2 separate regions of the Danio rerio genome follow, and region 2 is linked to region 1. The links are chromatin contacts, called in public Micro-C maps. All regions are on one chromosome and are shown on one strand. The core of a region is the stretch at or near the end of the contact, and the rest is flanking DNA. Distances in the headings are between cores, read along the strand shown. Region 1 holds the start of fam120c (family with sequence similarity 120 member C). Region 2 holds the start of sephs3 (selenophosphate synthetase 3).

The links. Hi-C and Micro-C count contacts between places; a contact is called where the count stands out from the background.
Region 2: a Micro-C map of caudal fin shows a contact between it and region 1, with 5 times the contacts expected there. The contact joins the promoter of sephs3 here to the promoter of fam120c in region 1. A contact is called at or near these places in 8 of 18 Hi-C or Micro-C datasets (caudal fin, embryo, hematopoietic stem cells and 1 more) and 4 of 4 datasets of contacts at active chromatin or transcription factors (caudal fin, embryo, gastrula embryo and 1 more).

What each region holds. Positions count from the first base shown.
Region 1 is chr23:21,312,734-21,320,306 of GRCz12tu, reverse strand. fam120c (family with sequence similarity 120 member C) reads left to right here and starts at 2,667. Exons shown (of 16, transcript XM_680985.9): 1 at 2,667-3,965. The coding sequence starts at 3,447.
Region 2 is chr23:21,467,736-21,475,438 of GRCz12tu, reverse strand. It overlaps sephs3 (selenophosphate synthetase 3), which reads left to right and starts at 4,975. Exons shown (of 8, transcript NM_001004295.2): 1 at 4,975-5,390; 2 at 6,446-6,549; 3 at 6,629-6,736. The coding sequence starts at 5,090. ssr4 (signal sequence receptor, delta) reads left to right here and starts at 868. Exons shown (of 6, transcript NM_001002082.1): 1 at 868-987; 2 at 1,164-1,282; 3 at 1,364-1,438; 4 at 1,792-1,881; 5 at 2,554-2,619; 6 at 3,724-4,203. The coding sequence starts at 936. The coding sequence ends at 3,828.

The DNA of each region.
Region 1 (7,573 bases), core at 1,418-3,917:
TAATGCATTTGCTATTTAAACAGCGTAGCGCAACGCCTCAAAACGACTCCTGCGCCAAGCTGAAACTACCAAAAGACTATTGCACTGCGCCTTGCGCCACACTGTGCCGGGTGTATGATAGGGCCCTAAGTATTGAGCATTTGGATTGTGCGGAGTGTGAAAAAGCTGAAGTGAAGTTGAGATCTGGTCTGATGTGTGTGATCCTCCTCTCTGGATCTTCTGTATATTGGATCGCCTTAGCAGTTCAGATATCATTCACTGACTTTCTAAATCCACTGTGTGCAGCTGCAGCAAATACAAACAAAGCAAATGACTAAAAAAGCTATGGGTATATAAAGACTGCATTTGGACAACAGTGATTGATTTAGTTCTTCTTGAGCCCGGCTTTTATTCTTCTAGCTGTTTCAATCATGTTGGCATATGCACAAAGCCTAGGAAAGACAAAAAAGAGAGCCCAGACATGAACGTTATGCATGATTCTGGTCCTGTAGCCAGGTTTTCTTGACCTCTCATGCACAGTATGATTCATGAAGGAAATGTGCATTTAATAGCTGGAATATCAGTAAAATGTTTGCTGAAAATAGTAAAACACACTCTTTGTGCCGAGGGTGCAGTGATATTTTGTTCTTTTAAACTTATGTTTTAGTTTTTGTTTAATTTATATTCATTTTACTGCATTATAATTGACATATTTGTTTCTATATTTGATATTTTTGCTTGAATTTCTTGTATTTTTACTTTTCAGTTTAATTATGGAAATAGTGGAGGTTGTTGTAGCTCCAGGTTCAAAGTTCATAAAATGTATTCCAAGCAAATGCTGAAGATATGCAAGTTGTTTTATTTATATTATAAACTAAAGAATAGTTCACATGTAGTCATTTCAACATCTGACCTGAGCTAATGAACTTTGATTCTGAAATGAAGTTATCAACTTTAGTTTTTGGGTGCTGGTGAGTTTACAGTGAATATAGGGAGAAACATGTGACAGTAAATTGTTGCAATAAAATATTAATTATGCATTTTATTAGTTTCTAATTAATTTCCAGTTTTCATTAAGCAAGTAGTTGGGCAATGGGGTCAACCTAAATTAGGTTTCGAAACAAATATCTGTTTTTATAATTTACACACTGCAAACTGAGTTGACACTTATCACGGGTGATTTAAAGCAGTCTGCTGCGGTGCACTTCTGTTTGATTTAGCGCTGGTGTTCCACAATCAGCTATTACAGCCAAGTTTGCCTTTGGCGCGCTCTAGTGTCGTTTATGTGTAGCTATAGTTTGAGCTGTTCAGCGATGACGTCAATTTGTAGGCCAATGCATTCGTCATGGGTTTGTCGATTCATAAGGTCTAAAATTACTTGAAAAGATTTTCTCATCTTTTGCTACACTGTTGACATGTAGTCATTGCTCTAACATTTGAAATTGATTCGTTAGCAGGTGGCAATGCAAAAAAAGTATTAATAGTAATATTAAATTTGTAATTTTATTAAAAAAAAAAAAAAAAAAAAATATATATATATATATATATATATATATATATATATATATATATATATATATATATATATATATATGTGTGTGTGTGTGTGTGTGTGTGTGTGTGTGTGTGTATATATATATATATATATATATATATATACTTTTTTTTTTATAAAATTACAAATTTAATATTACTTAATATTGCTTTAATAATAATAATAATAATATATATATATATATATATATATATATATATATATATATATATATATATATATATATATATATATATATATATATATATTCATTTGTAATAGTAGTAAATGCTAATTTCAAGTATAAAATTTATATATTTAACTTTATATATTTTATTAATTTTATATATCAACACAAGACTTTATATTAGGCTACATGATTAATGATTATTGTAAAGGTGACATCAGTTTAACTTCAATTGTATTGTAACCAAAAGCCTTCAATGTACACACACACACACACACACACACACACATATACATACATACATACATATATATATATATATATATATATATATATATATATATATATATATATATATATATATATATATATATATATATATATATATATATATAAAGACATATTAGTATTAGGTCTATGTAAAAAGGGAACTATCTATCTATCTATCTATCTATCTATCTATCTATCTATCTATCTATCTATCTATCTATCTATCTATCTATCTATCTATCTATCTATCTATCTATCTATCTATCTATCTATCTATCTATCTATCTATCATGCTGGATGCGTAAACCTAAATGTGCCGAAAAGTGTTCTTTAAATTTGACAGACAAAATTAATTTGTCAAATAATTCTTTCTCATTCTGCATAGCCCTTGTTATCACTCTTGCAGTCCACGTTCCTCACATGTTTATTGCCACAGTACTTGAGAATTTCAGATACAGTGATTTTTATCCAGTTTTTCCAACTGAGCCGATTTTCCCTATCTTCATTTGAATGAACCTTTCCTTTTGGATAAGGCACGCATCACGTCTCTCTCTTTGATGTTCTGGTCGTTGTAGTCTTTTACTCGAGACCACAGATACATTGTCACAGATACTGAACTACATCCCCCAGTGACGAGGCTCGTCGCTCCACCCACTTCCCTCGGCTCTCCTGCCCTCCCACTTTCTGTCGGTCCGCGGGGAAGTCGCAAGATGGCCGACGTCGCATGAAAGTATGTTCCTCTCCTCAACATGAAGTCGTGAGTGAGATAGAGAGCGAGGGAGCTTACGTCGGGCTTTTGTTTTTGTTTTATTTTAGTTGTTTTACTTTATTTTCCCCTTAGTTATTCATCTCATTCCGAATAGCGGCAGCCCCAGATTTGTCTCGACTAGTTGACGCGTCAATCACGCCGGGATCTTGGCTAACTGGCTAAGTGCGCGAGCTAGTTTGTTAGCCACAAACTGTAGCTCTTATAACTGTTAACCAGTACAGGACATACTGTATTCGCCATCGGCTAGAGTTAGTTTCAACTACTTAACGGGCACGTTTGATAGCAAGGGCGTAGTTGTTGCTCAGTTAGCAGCTAGAAGGGTTACAAATAGGATTATATTTTGATGTTACCAACACTGTCGACATCATAACTGTAGCGTGCGCGCCGTTATCCTCCATCGTTACGCTGTAGACCGTGCAACATCGGAATTGATCGAAACGGAGAGACTTTGGTGGGATTTTAGCACGTTGACACACTTAGGAATGGACACAAATTGCACTTACACGACCAAATGTAAAGAAATAGCCACGCGTATCTGAAATTTTACAGGGGGTCGGATGACAGTTGCATTCGTCGGATAATTACTGGACATTTCAGCTTTTTAGTTACCTAACTACAACCGGTCAGATCGAGATCTGAGCACATAACCTACAATTCAACTTGTTATCAAGGTTCATCCATCTCACGCGCTTAGACACACATTCAGTATGGGAGTTCAAGGGTTTCAGGAGTATTTGGAGAAGCGCTGCCCCGGGGCGGCAGTTCCAGTAGATCTCCTCAAGCTCGCCCGCACGGCAGGCCGACAGCCCCCACACCACCATCCACACCACCACCACCATCCCCATCATCCCAGCTCGCTGCCTCCGCCTCCCCCGCCAGCTCGCATTCTGGTTGACGCAGACTCCGGCCTTCAGCGACTCTACGGGGGCTACCAGACCGACTGGGTTTGTGGAGGCGAGTGGAATGCAATGCTCGGCTATCTGGCGGCCCTCTCCCAGGCCTGTTTGTACCAGGGCGGACTGGAGCTTGTGGTGGTTTTTAACGGCACGCTTGGGAAGGATCGCTGGCCGGAGTGGGCGCGGCGGGCGCAGGGGCAGCGGCAGACCGCACAGCTCATCGTCAACCACGTCGGAAGCAAGGCCACGCCCCCTCCGCGGGCCTGGTTCCTGCCCCCGGCCTGCCTGAGCCACTGTGTCCGCCTCGCCATGTTCCGATTCCGCGTGCGGGTGAGTGGCCTGATGCCCTCCTCGAGAGGAATTGTTATTAAACCAGTATGTGCTGCAAATGCTTTACCTGCTTTAACTAATTGTCTTATTGTAATGTAAATATGTGCCAAAGTTCATATGCCTTAGTTTAATATTTGATTAATAAAATGTTTAAAAACGATTGATGGTTTAAAATTATGATTCCAGTCCAATAAGTAGCTCTTAAAATCTGTTATTGAGCAGGTCTCCTCATCAGAACTGGTGTGATATTACATGACCAGTCGAATAATTAAATTTGCTATAATTTATTACAAGTTTTTTTTTATGAATTTCGAAGTTGTATTTTCAGCGTCAGGTATGTCAGGTGGCAATGCACATTTTTACATAAAAATGTGTACTATTTCCATTAGAGTGTTGATGCTTTTCTGTTTTCATTCAGTTTATGAAGGTGCTGTAAGCTGAATCATCAAATTTTAATGCTTACTGTGCAGTAATACTATATTTTGTTGATGAAACATACTTTTATTGTACATTTCAACACATTTACCATCAGCACAGAAGTTTCATCTATTGTGTTTAACATTTTTTTTCCTCAAACAAACATTCTTGAGTTTAAAATTTAAGTCGGAACATGCGGCAACTCCATTGTTCTCCTCCTGTAATTACAACATTGTCTGTTCTTGTGAATATGATCTATCTAACATGACTTGAATTAGTAACCCTCAGACTAATCATGGCTGGACAGTCATTAGCACAGTTTTAGCTCATTTGTAGTGTTGATTTGAAACTAAACTTTCAGACTCATTTTAAAATACAGTACATTTGTAATAATATAGCATTAATAACACCCGGGACATGAAATGTAAATAACTGTAACTAATTTCTGATAATTTCTGAAAATATTTTAAACTATATATTCATAATATTTTTAACTAGGGGTGTGTTTACACTTGTCAGGTTTGGTTTGACTCAAGCAGACTGATGTGATTGCTCTGCCAGAGTGGTTTGTCCGAAAGTTGTTAAAGGGCCATGAAACCCCCTCGTTTCAGCAGGGTGTTTTCACACCTCTACTTTGGAAAAAGTCAGAAAAGTGGGCGTGTCCAGCTCTGTTTAGGGGGGAGTGTCGGAGGAAGAAAAGAGGCTTGGTATGGGAGTGTCTATTTGGGCGCGCTGAATTTCAGAGTCAAAACACACAACCACAGCGGACAATGTGACTGTGTTTACATGGACATCTGTAGTCGAATTATTTGCCAAATTATTAAATGGTGGACTTTAACTGCAGTTTGGCTCTTTCATTCAGGGAATTCATTCATGTCCCTCCCGACAAACGAGATATTTGATTCGAGGATCTGCTCTAAGCGTGTATTTTTCATGCAATGTTTGATACCGCACGGCGAATGAGAGAAAAAAAAACTCAGCATTTCCCGGAAACTTAGATGCACACGGCAGGTAGCGTCAGAAAGCCGCGTGTGTTATTCCGGTCACAAAATCCTACACGAGGTTATAGTTTGGTTGTAACTGTTAGTGCTAACTTGTTTACACTGGTGCAATAGTTTGATACGAATAAAATACGAACTGAATAAACAGAGAGCACTGGTCGCTCACTTACCAAATCTGTAGAGACAGGACAATCCACAGCAACTAGAGCCGCGTCTTTATTTAAGGAGACTACAAGCGAATCCAGATCTCAGCGTTTGCAGATGAGAACAGCTCTCAGGTAAACAATGTTCCTCCTTAGACACGTAAGTTATTGTTGTCGCGCGTCGCGTACACTGTTAATCCACACGTGACTCAGAGCTCTCACAGAGAGAAAATGAAAACAAAACTTAACTGCAGCAAACAATAAAAGCAACACTTCACGCTTGTTTTGCCAATACAACGTGGCGTCTCTGCCGTCTACACTTTGACAGCAATAAATATTAATGAAGTTGCACAATAGAGCGCGCTGATTGGTTTGAACCAAGCCTTACTCATGCATTAATGCATCACACTGTAAGACGTAATAAGACTCACTCTGGCTCAGACGCCCAGTCTGCACGCTGGAATACACGCTATTATGTCATGGCCATGACGCAGCTTCAAAAATTCGTTTCAAACCGGAAGTACGAATTTGCTTGAAATAATGCAAAAACAACCAATTTACACTTTTTAGTGAAATATAGGTGTCCTAATAGTGTTTTTAGCAGTGTGGGACACATATACGACTGTCAACAGCTCAAAAAATGTGTTTTGGTGTTTCGTGACCCTTTAAGCACTAAACAAGCTTCCAAGGCAACTCTGGTGTGGTTCTACTATAATGTAAATGCAACATTGACCAAACACATCTAAAGTAGCAAAAAAACCCGACATTATTTCAGAAAATGGAACCTATAAAAAAGGTCAAGGAAGGTTGTTTTTCTTCTTTCTAGCTGCAAATTACAGATCAGTACAGGCATCAAAATGTGTCTCCTTTTAGCAGATTGCTTTGTTTGGGCAATGGATAAGTTCCTGGCTGTATTTTGACATTTTTTACTAGGGCTGGTGACATGAAAATGAAATTAAATGCGACTTGATGATCATACATTACATGCAATTGTCTTGCACATCTTGTCAGGGAAGTACAGTTGTGTTTAGTAGTAAATCTTTTTCCGAAGGCTGGAGTGTCTTAAAATTACATGGTTATGAAGTTCTCTCATAGCAGAACTTATTTCAAGCACTTGTCTGAAGTAATTAAAGGATTTTGTAGTAAAAATGTGTTGTTAAATGTGGCATTTACTACACACAGGCAAAGTTTACTGAGAATCAAGAAGTGATGCAAAGAGCTGTCATTATCACAGAAAAATAATGATTTCGTTGTTAGTTTCTATTTCGTTTTGACTTTCTTTTCAAATTCAGTTAGTTTTAATTAGTTTTTAGAGGGAGATTTACTAGTTTTCATCAGTTTCTTTATTATATGAAAATAGATTAGTTTAGTTTTTATTAGTTTCAATGTATTTTTTTTTTCTAAATAAGGATTATTTGTTTGCAAGATTCAAAATCAACAGAATATATGTTGTATAATAAAAACTCAGTCATATATTTTTTGAAACATGTATTCAGATGACACATGAACGCTGTCATCTACCACTACCATCTATCCATCCTCAATTTTCAAATACAACAGCCCACAAGATAGCAGCCTTAAGGCGGATTTATACTTCTGCGTCAAGCGCATTGACGCATAGCCCTACGTCGTGGCCGTCAGCGTTGCTGATGTGCACCTCTTAAAAAAATGTAACTACACGCCGCAACGACGAGTAATGCAAGCTCTGTGATTGGTTGACTTGGTAGCGCTGACGAGTCTGGGCAGGGCTGAATGTCGCGTGAGCCCGATGGAGTGATTGTTCACAAGTGTGGAATCCCATGAAGGAGCTCTGGATAGAAAGTTTTGTTTAGTGTTTACCTCATGGTTAAAGTTGTTGCCAGTCCGCCGGTTGCTGCCTCAAAATGAGCGAGTTTGAGCCACTTGTTCATTAAGGAAGCATTCAGGAAAAACAAAACACAAAGAAACTTGACACAGAGGAACATTTAACACCTCACTGCCAACTAGAGTTTCAGAAGTGTTAATGCAGGCTTTAAGTACAATATGTGTGCAAGGCTGCTCCTGAGGT
Region 2 (7,703 bases), core at 3,726-6,225, 150 kb before region 1:
TTAATTTTTGCAGGAGTAAAGCCATTCTTAATAGGTTTGGTTTAAAATATGTATATTTAATGTGAATATTCCATCATTATTTTAATAAAATTATTTAAATGGCAAAATTACAAACTGCTCGCACACTTTTAAACATTGTTGGACTTTAATATATGTAATTATAATATAATAATAATCACTTCAACCAGTTGATCTAATGTTTTATGTTTTTCTTAATTTATTTCTTTGTTCCAAAAACTTTGTAGATGACCTCATAACAATGTTCAGATGCAGAAAATATTAAAGGGATGGTAATTGTTATTGTTAAAAATATTCCCTGACATTTCACATCATTTCTAGACTTTTAATTGATGTTCACTTGTTTTTAAACTTTATTATTTTATTTTTGTTAAGTATTATGCACAAAGACTATAAACAAACTCCTTTAATATCGTTGGTTAAATTAAATTATTTATTTTAATATTAGTAATAGTTATTTTCATGGTGGCTAAGTGCCAATGGTTAGCGCTGTCACCTTAACGCAAGATCACTAGTTGACGTGGGCTTCCTCTGGGTGCTCCGGTTTCCCCCACAATGGAAAAAACTAAATTGGCCATAGTGTATGTGTGTTTCCCAGAACTGGGTTGCGTTTAAATTATGCTGGATGAGTTGGCGGTTCATTTTGCTGTGGTGACCCCTGATGAATAAAGGGACTAATTCGAAGAAAATAAATGAATCAATTTGACGGTTTGAACACTTCAGAGATGCACGAATGAAGACTTCAGTTTTTCAGTACCGGCGGCTTTCAGCAGGGGTCTCGCTTCACATCTTCATACACGTCATTCTTCCGCTGAGATGACGTGTCTGTCTGTGTTTCATTGGGTGAACAGACCCGAGTACTGCTCTCTTTTTAGGTTTGAGTGAGTAGAGATTCAACCAACAGCCCGGAGATCAACATGAAGCTAGTATTAACAACTCTTCTGGCTCTTTGTCTGAGCTTCTGTGCAGGTAATTAGCTTTTCCGTTAATTTAATATTGCACTCTTCATTCAGGTATTCGCGAACGATGAGGTGTCACATGCTAACGTACAGTAAATAAGTTCCGTTTTCTTTCTCTGTCGTCTAACGTTACTTGATTTCATTAAGCTGTTATTTTAGATAATGTATGCGTATTTTCCTCCTCAGCTGAGACTTGCACAGACCCGGTGATTTCTCCGTCTTCATACACGACGACAGACGCGCTCATCTCCTCCGAGACTGTGTTCATCGTTGAACTGAGTCTGGCGTGTGCAAACGGGGCTCAGGTGAGTGAATTAACCGTCGGTGAGCAGACGTATGTGTTAATGACACTAAAAACAACTGACCAGGCTTTTGTTTTGTTGTAGAGCGTCGCCCTGTACGCTGATGTCAATGGCAAGCAGTTCCCTGTGACCAGAGGCCAAGATGTTGGCAAATACCAGGTTAGGGTACTTAAGTTTTCAACAACGAGCAGTAAATGTTTAAATCACTTAAATGTTAAGTTCAAAATGTAAATGCTGTCATTTACTCATCCTTTGACTTGTTTCAAATCAGTTTGAGCTTTTTTGAAAGATGTTTTGAAGAATGTTAGAAACTGGTATCTTAGCCATTGACTTCCCTAGTAAGAAAAACTCATACTATGGATGTCAGTGATTATCAGTTTCCAATGCTCTTCAAAATGTCATCTTTTGTGTACGACAGACAAAAAAAGGTGGTTTAGAACGAGTCGAGTGAGTAAACGATGACAGAATTGTCATTTATGGGTAAACCATTGTAATTATTTATTTCTGTCCAGGTGTCATGGAGTGTTCCTCATAAGCAGGCCAGCTCAGGCACATATCAGGTCAAGTTCTTTGACGAGGAGTCTTACAGCACTCTACGAAAGGTTGGTGAAATTTGGCAGTGATTGATTACTCGCCTTCATGTCATTCCAAATCTGTGAATGTAGAAAATATGAAGCACAATAGTTGGGTATTGGAAGTAAATATTCCTTTCATTAAAATTATAAAACTTCAAAAAAACAGACCTGCTGTGAGCTCAAATGTTATTGGATAGGATATAGTTGAACGCATCTGTTTTATAGTGGAATTTGTGCAGGAAAAATACCAAAATACTCATGGTGCTGGACAAAAGATTGCACCAAAAACAGTAGAGGCATGTTAAGTGGTTATGTAGCTCTGCCCACTACTGTGAAGGACCTAAAATGGTCAGTCTTCCTAACCTCACAGTAAACTTATGTATTTGCATATATTTTTCAACTTTAAAGAGTTAAGTTTCTTTTTTTTTTTTGTTTCATTGTGGCATTTACTGTGCTGGATGGGATTACAGATCCTTATCAAAAGGACAAAATATTGTCATTCACCCTCCACTTTCTTCACTAAAGCTTCCCCCCACATAAGTGAACTACATGGGGCCAGAAATCTTTAATAACATGCTTTAACATCCTTTATGCATAAGAAACAACTGCAGGTTTGGAATAACTTGAGGAATGTGCAAAATGACCAAATTGTTGTTTTTGCCGAATTTGTTCCAACTTTTCTGCTGAATGTGTTTCCAGGCTCAAAGAAACAATGAAGATGTCGACGCCATCAAGCCTTTGTTCTCTGTAAACGTGGATCACAGGGTGAGTGAACATGCTGATCTCCATCAACAACAAACAGTACACCTAAGAAGAACCTAAAAGTTGATTATCAATGAAATAAGTTCGCTGGAGCTGTCGCCTCACAGCAAGAAGGTTACTCGTTTAAGCCTTGGCTATGTCAGTTGGCATTTCTGTGTGGAGTTTGCATGTTCTCCCCTTGTTCATGTGGGTTTCCTCCGGGAAAGACATGCGCTGTAGGTAAATTGGGTAAGCTAAATTGTCCGTTGTGTATGAGTGTTAATGAGAGTGAATGAATGTTTCCAAGTGCCTGGTTGCAGCTTGAAGGGCATCCAATGCATAAAACAAATGCTGGATAAGTTGGTGGTTCATTCTGCTGTGGCAACACTTGATTAATAAAGGGACTAAGCTGAAGGAAAATGAATGAGTGAATGACTTTTACTATACCTTTCAAATGGAGCAGAACCTTATTCAAAGTTGCTGACCCCAAACTTCTGAATCTCCCACCACTTTATGTAGGTTTACTTGAACTTTTTTGCATGAAATAAGATCTTACTGTAGCGTCCTGGTTAAAAGATGACTGACTCTCAAACACTGATGGTTCACATCAGATTTATTCAGATTCAATAGAACTATTACACAATATAGCATCATGAATCCCTGTAAGAACTAGAGAGAAAACAAACACAAAAGAATCCTTAAAGTTAAAACACTAAACCAACATAAAAAAAAAAAACATTAATATGAAATTATAAAAAAATCAATCAAAATGACCTCATTATTTTCGGTAAACCAGGAGCTAAAACTCAAAAATAGGGGAATCCATGAGATTGTATTCCATCCCTGACGTGCTTTGCTTCACATCCATTAATATAGGAGTCATATATTGGTAGGCTCTGTTATCCGTGTCATAATTAAAGTCCCCAACCATAACTTAATTCATTCAACAAAATCAAACCACGCAGAAAATAAAACTAAATAATTCTTAATCATAAACAAAGTAATTACTTTTTCATTACACTAGCACTTAGAAAATATACCTTATTACAGGATTTCACACATTTCTACTACTAGTTTGCAGATTTGCTCCTTGAAGTGCTTGTTTTTTAATGTATTTCTGAATTTCAGGGTGCGTGGAATGGTCCATGGGTGTCAACGGAGGTCTTGGCTGCACTGATTGGCATTATGGTTTACTACCTGGCCTACAGCACCAAAAGTGCCATCCAGGCTTAAGAAGAGAAGAATTGCCATTTCCATTGTTCAAACTGGTCTTCATTACATCTTCATCTCCATTACATATTTGACATTTAATGTGCAGATTTTACTGCCACGGAAACCATAGTTAGAACCTGACACAGATCAAAATATGGACAAAGACAATTATTATAAAGTGGTGTTATGTTTGCTTTGTTTTTTTTTTTAATCTGATATTGTCAAATAAAGGACAGAATTTTTCATTTGTGCTATTAATTTTAAACCTCAAAAGCTCTGAGGTGATTATCGGTGACTCCTCATCATCAAAGTCCAGTTCTGTGTTTTTGGAGTGTCCCAAATATCGATGAAATTCATTGAATGTGGGAATAAACAACTTTTCTGAAAGTTTTTCTGTCACATTTTTGAAGCTTGTTTAATTAATCACTTTTACTCTATGTATACTTTTACTCTATGTGCGTGTTTCAATGTGTTGTTTGAATGGAAACAATGACGTGGGTATACCAATCTAAACATTATTTGTGATTCCTCTCATAAACCAAAAGACTTCAAAATCATGGTAAAGTTAAAATTTTTGTCCAGTTTTCTGAGCGTCATGTGTAGGGGTTGGTTGGCGGCTAGAAAGCCCAGTTTGTACAGTATTAATACATGACCATGGAGACATATTAAAGCATGTGCGTGCCAGTGTATACATAGTTAAGTGCATTTGAATAATTTCTCCAACTTTTTTAGCCACTTTTCGCATATTATTAATTTTGTTGGCGTGTATACAGACTAATTGCAATACTTTAAGGAATGAAAAGCACGGTAATTTTTCTCGAGTACCTTTTTTGTGTAAATTTGCATGAACACAACCGTCTAATGCACCTTTATTGTAGAACCACAATAGGGAGCTCACAATTGAGATTGTGCCATGTTTGTTTTTTTAGAGGGGGATTAAATGTGACCAGGCAAGTCCAAAACGAGTCAGCGATGGTTTAATTTGGTGCAAGATGAGTTTTCACGCACCTCGTTTTTTATGTACTGTATATTTCAACAGTACTTTTATCTGTTAACGACGAACTTTGTAACGTGTGTCTGAAAGTAACACCGCGCTCTCCTCAGGATAGTGAGATGGTTTAGTCCGCAAGCGCGGAGCGTCTCTACTGCTCTCGGTGTTTAAGCGTGTACATCAAACACGCTCTCTGCTCTCTCCGGCAGGATCAGTCATTTCGTAAAACGCCTCATCTTTTTTTCTTTTACCACCTCTTCATCTGCATGAGGAATACATACTGATTTTACCATGTCGGGTTCCGAGCCACCGTCAGGGGACTCTGGTGGAGCGGGAGGGTATGCAGTCTTTTACCCGGCGGGATACCAGGCGTTGAACCCGGAGGAGCACGGCCTAGACCGCGGCTTCCGACTCACGGCCTTCTCTGATATGAAAGGATGAGGGTGTAAAGTCCCGCAGGAGACTCTGCTCAAACTCCTGCAGGGACTGGAGCCTGACCGGCCGCCCGGAGAGGATGGCGGTTTGGGGACGGGTGTTGGAGACGAAACCGCTGACTTTGGGCTTGTTTCGGCTGCTCAGGGTCCTCGACTAGGTAAAGTATGACCTGTCACACCGACGCTGTCAAATAGCGAGCATTGATTCGGTAATAGTTCTTGTGAATCGGATCTTTTAAACGAATCGGTTGAATCAAGAGACTCAATCAAAATTTTTTTTTTTATAACCTTAAGTTAGCACCTTACTACTAACGTTACCAAGGTTGAGCAAAGTGCTTTACACAAGTAAAACAAATTATACAACACAGATAAAAGGCAAACAATGCCAAAACAATACAAGAAATGTTAATAAAATACAGCAAAAGATGAAGTTTTAATACTCTGGAGAAAGAGCATTTGACGTTAAGTGAGGGTTTGACTGTTAATTAGGTTAATTAAGTGGCTGAATAGCAAAGTTTTTATAAAAAAAAAAAAAAACACGATGTAAACTTATTGCATGATAGACTTGCAAAATTAAAACATTTATTACCACCTTCTGTTCACAAAGCCTGTTCAAAAGAACCGATTCGCGAAATGAGTTCCAGGAATTGCTATAAAAACTGACAATTAAAAGGTTTCCAATTATTGTCTTTGCAAAACCGGTTGATTATCACTACTGTCAAACCTGTTTATATGCAATAGTTTGGTGCAACGTTGTTTCCTGTAAACTTGCCAAAACACACCAACAACCGTTTGTGTTCTGTGGATTCAGCATAGCATGTGTTGTAATCTCTTGTAATGTCAAACATAAAACTGCAAAGTTATTTTGTTAATGTATTTTAGAAAACCATCATTAATCTGTCTTGAAGGATCAGAAAACATCTGTTTCACTGAGCACTTTGTTTAACCTTTGATTCATCCTGTTAATTTAAAACCATTATTAACTATCGATATAACCCAGTCATTTAAAAGAGATGTGAACTATGCACCTAAGTTTTAGTCAATGCTTATTTCTGGGAACAAATCATAAATCCTGATTACATGTTTCTTACTCCGTGGTATTATAAAATTATTTTTAATCACAATAGTATGTGCTATTTAAATGTGCATGCATTTTTTCACATGTAATGGATATCAATGAAAAAAATAATAATTATGTTCTTTCTTGGTTCAGGTATTGGAATGGACTCATGTGTGATCCCACTAAGACATGGAGGTCTCTCCCTGGTCCAAACCACAGATTTCTTCTATCCTTTAGTGGAGGACCCTTACATGATGGTGGGTGCACTCTGTTAATGTTACAAGCACCTCACATACTGTATGTATGAAGCTCATCTCTGTTTTTTTTTTTTTACAGGGACGAATCGCCTGTGCAAATGTCCTGAGTGATCTGTACGCCATGGGCATCACAGAGTGTGACAACATGCTCATGCTCCTCAGTGTCAGTCAGAAGATGAACGAGAAGGTGAAGTTAGGATAGATTTTATTTAAATATTTGTACGTATTTTTGCAGATTCAGAAAGCTAAGCGGCATTCCCACAGGTCATGGAATATTTGGAATATCGTTTAATTATAAAAGTTTGAAACCAGACATTGAAAGTGACAGAATTTTTATATGCTTTTGTTTTTTGACCAAGTAATGGAATATCGTGGATTTTTGTTTTGTATTTTTTTTATTTTATAATTTATTTCATGTTATTTTTCAAGTTTTGCTTATTGCTGTTGTCTTTTTTCATGCCATTTTATTATTTTCCCACTTGTCAACCGGCAAACAAATGTACTAAAACATGAGTTTAAACATTAAGCAGCATAAGTTGATTTGCTTTGATAAAACTTAAAGATCTCCCATTATGCATTATAATAGGTCATATTTTGGTTTTGGGGGTCTCCAACAACAGGCTGATAATCATGCAAGGGCAAACACTTTCATTGTCTTTATAATATGCATTTATTTTTACCTAATTATCCCAACGACTCCCATATGATTTGTTCAGCAATTCATTTGTTCCCAAACCTCTTTGCGTAAGGCTAATCTGCGCTGATTGGTCTGATGACCCAGTCTGTTGTGATCGGCTGACTTTGTCCATAGCGAGAAGGAGAGAAACGCCCAATACGGTTATGAAGTAGTGATCAGAGTATATGCGTGAGCCCAATGCAAGAATGCATTAAAGCAAAGCAGTTAAACACCAGCCTATTCCTCTATTCTTAACCACAACCCCCAGTAATACCAATGACACACATTCAGGATTAATCCACACTGTGGCAAAAGTTGAACTATTTTGAAAATGAATCGCGTTGCACATGTGAGGAACAGCTGGTAGTGGCCGGAGCAACAAACAGCAGGGGATAACGAGAACATAACACATTTAAATCGGTAAAGGAAAAAGCATGCGCCACGTTTTCAATGTAGTTTTAGACATGATATGTCCATA